Linked DNA regions of Mus musculus: region 1 is linked to region 2. The links are chromatin contacts, called in public HiChIP or PLAC-seq maps. All regions are on one chromosome and are shown on one strand. The core of a region is the stretch at or near the end of the contact, and the rest is flanking DNA. Distances in the headings are between cores, read along the strand shown.

Region 1 (3,325 bases), core at 572-3,071, 320 kb after region 2:
ATTGTGCTTCTGTTAGATCTCTGGCATGGATGGATGGATGATCCAAAGGGCACAGGAGGGTTCCAGTTGTGTCACAGAGTACATATCTTTCCACAGGACCAAACTATGACCTAAAACTCCACCACCCTCAGCCCAACATAGCAGTCTCTCATCACCTGCCTCAGTTTCTCTGAATGCCATCTGTTTTCCACTCAAGTCATAAAAGAGTTGGACAAATGAGAAAACAGAAAAACAAACAAACAAACAACAACAAAAAAAAATCAATTTTAACTGCCAGTGTGGTCTTCTTGTGTAGTTTTTTTTTTTTTTTTTTTTTTTTTTTTGGACAAATAAGGGAGATTGCAAAAGAGCAAATGGCCTCTTACCCCAGGCCCTGATGGGGTCTGGAGCAGCACTGGACCCACCCATCAGGGAATTGACTGTTATACAACATGCTGGCCGTGAGAAAATGGCCAGGCTCTAGGTTAGGGACTCCTGTGTACTGTTGTCCTCAAATTCCATTTTAAAAAAACCTAGCCAATGTCCTTTAAAGATGCTGCCTGCATTTTAAAACACCAGAGCCATCAATTCTTGCCTCACAGTGTTAGTACTGCAGGAAGATAAGCCTTTCCTTGTCTTGCTCCATAGTTCTCCTCTGACATAAGGACCAGCTAGCGCAAAGCCAGGTGACACTTATGGCTATAGCCTCCCTTCTGAAAAATCACACAGTTTTTATAAGTGCAGCTGTGCTGCTCAGACTGGACATGACTCTCGCTGACCAGAGGAACAGTCTTGCTTGGTCTCCACTGACCAGCCCAGGAAGCTGAAAGAAGCCCTAGCTAAGAGGCTGGGTATCCCCACCACCACCTTACTCCCTGTTGGGAGCCATTTTGCTGGAATGGCTCCCAACATTTTCCTCTCCAGACTTCATTGGCTGACCTAGGCCCCGAACTCCTGTTTGAACTCTGCTCCTTGGGAGTGGGATAACCCCACACGTTGCTTTGTTCATATTTTGCCACCAGGCCTCACTGGTGGTTGATGTGTGTGAATCCAAGGGTAAAGGCCCTTAGAGATGCCTGAGAAGAGAAGAAGGATCCTAAGGTTTGTCGTTTGCATGCGTGGAAGGGAATAGAAGCCTCTGCAGCCTCTGGTAGACAATATCCCAAGAGGAACAGTGAGGAGGCCCTGGGACCCCACTGGGTGGCTCCACAGGCCTGGGTGGGAGAAACTCCTGTCCAGTGAGCACACAGTACCTTGGGCTGGCTGTCAGAAAACCACTCAGCAAATGAATGCCAGAACTTACTGTTGGGAAACACAGGCTCCAGACTTGGCCCCGTGCTTCTTAACCAGGGTAAAGGAGTCACTTTGGTGAAGACCCAGGCAAGGCCCAGAGCTTGATCCTACCAAGGAATGTTCTTACTCTCTGTTACAGTGAATACCAGAAGGGGATGTGGCAATTTCACGCATTCCAAGTCGAACTCTAGCCTGCTGGTCTCAGCCACAAGGCCCAACTGGACAGGGTTAAGAGAATGAGCCAGGGACCCTGAGCTGGCCTTTAGGTGTCAGGACCTCAGACAGAGCCAAAAGCAAGCTGGGAAGTGTCACCTGCCAGAGCTTCTTAGGGTGACAGGATCCTGACTTTCTTCACTGAGTCTCCCCTCACCAGGGGTCACCAGTGATCTATTCAGACCTACAATCTGTTTCGCTTACTTCACTTTTGTTCAGGCAATGTCTGTTTTCAGCAGACAACCACCCAGGGCTAGGCACTGCTGGTAACACAGAAACCAAACAGGGACCCACCATGCCCTGCTTGGCAAAAGTGCAGAGGGGTGAGAGAGTATATGTCTTCAGTGGGGAGAGGCTGCCCCCTGGTGGTTTGAAGCTGTACTGCATATGACGCAGCCTGGAGGGCAGGCAAGAGCTTTTTTGCATCAGCTTACACTGTTTTCTTTCAGAGCCCACCAGACACATAATTTAGCAACATCCATTTTGGCACTATGTACACCAGTAAAACCAGCAAACACAACCTGGAGTGCCAGATCTTAAATATCCACCGGCACACCACCCAGGGACCAGCCAAGCCTGAGAGCAGAGAGTTCTCGATAAGCAATATTCTCTCATTGAGCCCCAGTTCACATGTCCGTGAGAAAAGGAATTCGTCATTACAAGAAAAACTGTGACACACCTAGGGTGTTGGAAACAGGAAAACCTGGCCAAGATAAAGCCCCCACCTTTTGTGGGGTTTGTGTTCCAGTGGGAGACAAAAATAAATGAGAAAATTCAAATACGTTCTGTCTAATACAATCCAGGTGAAAGGTGAGCAGAGCTGTTTGAATATGAAGTGGGGCATATGGAGAGAGGGTAACTGCGAGCCGTGCTAGGTGAGCCCTGGAGGGGATTTGTTCTAAAGTCAAAAGTGCTCCAGTTAGAAGGAACAGTAAGGGTGTACTGGCAGGTGCCAGAGACTCCTCGCCTGGAAGTCAGCTATCTCAAGTGCTGTCGTTGGACCAGCAGAGAGGGAGCAAGTCACAGAGGAGACTGGAGGGACTTTAAGAACCCAGTCTTAAGAGTGAGGAATGCCAACAAGGCTTGCAGAGCAAGTGACACCTCCTGCTATACCAACTTGAAAAATCGCCTTGCCTACCCTCTCGAGCACCAATCTTGTGCACCGTGCATTTCCATCTGTGCTGTTGCCCCTATTCCTAGAAAGGACTCGGGGCACAGAGAGACTGGGAGTCTCCTCAAAGACACAACTATTTGGGGGTTCTGAAGCATGCAGTGCAGTTCCAGTGGCTTTGCATCTCATGCACAGCCACACTGGGGCCTCCTTCCTTCCACGTCCACTGTGTGGTACTTACTCGGGTTGCTGGAGCTTCCTCCTGTTCCTTATACCCTTCCTCTTTCTCCCCTAGACCCTTTCCACCCTCCCAGTTCCCAACAAGGATAAGTAAATGCCTTTAATTGTCATCTGGATACAGTCTAGAATTACCTGAGAAAAGAGTCTTAATGTGATGCTGTCTCCATGGGTTTTCAGTGAACATGACTGTGGAAGATTAATTAACTAAATTGACGTGGGAAGACCCAGTCCACTTTGGGTGGAACCCTTGCCTAGGCAGGGGGTTCTGAACCATATAGAAGCAGAGAAATTGAGTTGCACATAAGCAGGCAAACAAGTGAGCATATATGCATTTGTTTCTCTGCTCTTAGCTGTGGCTGTGCTGTGAGTAGCTGCCTCAAGATCCCTGCCTTGGTGCCTTCTGTGCTACGATGGATCACCACCTTAAAATTTACGCTAAAATAAACCCATTATTTTCTAAGTTGCTTTTTATCAGGGTATTTTATTACA
Region 2 (3,304 bases), core at 28-2,527:
CAGGGTTTCTCTGTGTAGCCCTGGCTGTCCTGGAACTCACTCTGTAGACCAGGCTGGCCTCGAACTCAGAAATCCACCTGCCTCTGCATCCCAAGTGCTGGCTGCGCCACCACTGCCCGGCAAGATCATTTTTCTTTTCTTTTCTTTTCTTTTTTTTTAAAAATGTACCTTGAAAGTTAAGTAGTTTAAAACTAGAGACAACTTCCTACTTCATGCAACAATTTCAAAATAAAAGGGATTGTCTCAAAAAGATGGGACAGAGAAAAAGAAGTTGTATCCAAGGATTAATTAGAAACTCAGTAACATTTTGCATGTCAGTATGCTACTATGTTGTTTGTTAAGTACTGCTTTTCTCTCACAGAACCAAAACAACCTTTTGATTCTCATATTTTTTAGAGGATTCTAGAAACAGAAAGTGCAGCAAACTGAGCCTGCAACTTCCATGATAATGCAGAGGAAGGTGGGAGAGGGAGGACAGTCACAATGCTAGGTCCTATGATGAACATTCCTAAGAGATTCTGGCTGATCGTTAAAGATTGGAAATATTTGTGTCCTGCTCTGTTCACCCTTATGGGTGTGGTACTCTTCTAAAGCAAGGAGTAGTTTGACTGAGTGTGTATTCCCAGAGCTGCTTAAGAGGCCTGACATTCAGGTGCTTGAAAACTGTGGAGAGATGAAACGATAAAAATGAGATCACTAGAACTCAAGGGAAATGAGTCTCTAGTTCACAAATTGATAACCCAGCAAAATAAAAGCAAATAGTACCTTTGACTAGAAATTATTCTTCAGTATGACTAGTCTGGATTAAGTCCAGGGGTATGTGCACGGCTAGAAAGAAAATATTAATTTATATCTATAGTAGTTATCAACCAAAATGAAATTCTGTGTCTGAGAGATAGAGGAGAAGGATGTCACAAGAGCTAGATAAAATCTCTTTTCTGCCTTCTAGTCTGTGGATGTTCAGGCAAGCAGCTCCAGGGAGACTACAACTCCCAGCATGCAGCATACAATTGTGGGCGGGCGTGAACGCCTTCATGACCTGAGCATACTTGGGAGTTGTAGTTTTCCCTCCGCAGCTCCAGAGATGTAACCTCGGCGTGGAGGTACTAAGAGACCCGGTGAACGGGGGGGGGGGGGGAAACGCGGCTTCCCTTTGAGCCGGAACAGGATGACTGCGGAAAATGAGGCAAGCAGTAAATCAGACCAATCAGCTGCCGAGATCGAGCCGTTGGCGTTCAAAATCAGCCAATGATAGGCCTGCTCCGGAGCTTCCTCTCCGCCTTCTCCGCTTTGCCTGCGAGTGCTCGGAGGGAAGCGGATCGGTAGTGGCCGGTGCAGAAACGTTGCTTAGGCGGACAGGAGGTAGAGGTTCGGGCGAGGGCGGGCGGAGCGGGATCTGTGGCCCGTGGCCGGCGCATCGATGCACAGAGGGATCCGGTCGAGGTCCATTGTGTTTTATATGGGGATCTGCGGGCAAGGAAGGAGGCCAGGCCGGGTGGAGCTCGGCGGAAGCGGGATGGCGGCCGGCCTGGATCAAGGGGGACTCGCGCAGGCGCAGGCCGTGGCCGGCCTCTGTTGCTCCGGTTAGGAACTCAGACTTAGCGTTTTGTTCTACAGATGACCGGTTCGAACGAATTCAAGCTGAACCAGCCACCCGAGGATGGCATCTCCTCGGTTAAGTTCAGCCCCAACACATCCCAGTTCCTCCTGGTCTCCTCCTGGGATACGTCTGTGCGCCTCTACGATGTGCCCGCCAATTCCATGAGGCTCAAGTACCAGCACACTGGTGCTGTCCTGGACTGCGCCTTCTACGTAGGTGGATTCAGTTTCTGCTCCTGTCCCCTTAATACTGAGATGTCCTAGGCCTTGCCAGTAGCATCTCATACACGGTTCGAGAATTCTGATAGTTCATAACTACTCGGGAATTCTTCCCTTTAGCCTGGCATCAAGCCTACTACAATGGTTTGTGTTCTTATTTCTTCTCTCGTGGCAATTTCAATCTCCATTTGTAAATTCAGACTTGAGTAAACTTTCTGGACATAGATAATTGAAGTTAGCAGCAAGACTGATTTTTAGCTATCCTTTGAAAAGTAATGAATGTTGTCTAATTTAGCCTTAACTCCTGGTGTCCACCTTGTATTTGCTTCCTTGTGGAGATCACTAACTTGCATTTTTGTTTGCTTCTTAGTTTCTGTCACACTGGACATAACACTTGGCTGTAGAAATAGCAATGTTGAAAATGCTTGCTAAAGCTTTGTAACTTTGAATTGGCTCCAAATGTAAGAGTGGGGTGGGAGGATGTGGTGGCCACAACTTTAATCCCAGAGGCAGAGGCAGGAAGAGCTCTTGAGTTTTGAGGCCAACCAGGGCTACATAGTGTCTTCCAAAAAAAAAAAAAAAAAAGTAAGAAAGAAAAAAAATCAAACCCAAATTTTGCTTTGTAGGATCCAACGCATGCCTGGAGTGGTGGATTAGATCATCAACTGAAAATGCACGATTTGAACACTGATCAAGGTATTAATATAGCTACATTTTACCAGTTTTTCTTTACTAGTGTATTTGTGTAGAAATGCTTATTTAAGAAGAGTAGGTGTTTTCAGTACTTATGTGAAGGCGGAACACGGCTTTGATAATAGACTTTTAAAATTGGATTAAGTTACCACAAATGGAACCTGAATTTTGCAGTAAAGCCCCTTCTGAGCACTGTCTTTTTTTTTTTTTTTTTTAAGATTTATTTATTTAATTTATAAGAGTACACTATAGCTATCTTCAGACACATAACAAGAGAGCATTGGATCTCATTACAGATAGATGGTTGTGAGCCACCATGTGGTTGCTGGGAATTGAACTCAGGACCTCTGGAAGAGCAAACAGCCAGTGCTCTTAACTGCTGAGCCATCTCTCCAGCCCCTGAGCACTGTCTTAAGTGTCTAGTGGAAGCATCATTTAAGCATTTGACTGTCACTATTAGAAGTCTTAAGCAGCGGACTGGACTCAGGGTCCGGTTTGTCAGGATTTCTTTGGACAGTTTGATATTTTAGGTTGGTCTTTTCACAGGCTAAAAAAAAAAGTACATTTTAAAAATGGAGCACGGTAGCCCCGTCATATTTATCTTAGTGATGCCTTTGCGTTCTTAGCAGGAGAATGTATTTCAGTTGGCTGTGTAAAAACATTTCTTAAGAGGTTTATGATTTCACTGTGGCAGGATTTGGAATGGAACCCAAGACGTGCAAAGCGCTCTGAGCTTTGTTTGCCTGCCCTGTATTGGATGTAGGTATACTGGAAAGCGATGGTGGGGGTGTAG

What was found. HiChIP or PLAC-seq counts read pairs in DNA pulled down with a chosen protein or histone mark.
Region 1: a contact with region 2 is called in an H3K4me3 HiChIP or PLAC-seq map of stem cell-derived neural progenitor cells, with 61 read pairs. The contact joins the enhancer-like site here to the promoter of Bub3 in region 2. A contact is called at or near these places in 15 of 39 promoter capture datasets (the 3T3-L1 cell line, 3T3-L1-derived adipocytes, the C10 cell line and 8 more), 1 of 15 datasets of contacts at CTCF or cohesin (stem cell-derived epiblast-like cells), 5 of 484 Hi-C or Micro-C datasets (cerebral cortex, embryonic limb bud, embryonic stem cells and 1 more), 29 of 115 datasets of contacts at active chromatin or transcription factors (the 230-238 cell line, acute myeloid leukemia, astrocytes and 18 more) and 3 of 9 other capture datasets (adipose tissue, liver and pancreatic islet).

Annotation. Positions count from the first base shown.
Region 1 is chr7:131,880,605-131,883,929 of GRCm38.p6, forward strand. No RefSeq gene overlaps it. Among named protein-coding and RNA genes, the nearest start is that of Gm34645, 54 kb to the left of the region's middle. Within about 2 kb of position 1,822, at least 3 of the 459 cell types and tissues checked have an H3K27ac peak or open chromatin away from gene starts, as enhancers often do.
Region 2 is chr7:131,559,093-131,562,396 of GRCm38.p6, forward strand. Bub3 (BUB3 mitotic checkpoint protein) reads left to right here and starts at 1,278. Exons shown (of 8, transcript NM_009774.4): 1 at 1,278-1,362; 2 at 1,618-1,812; 3 at 2,445-2,514. The coding sequence starts at 1,618.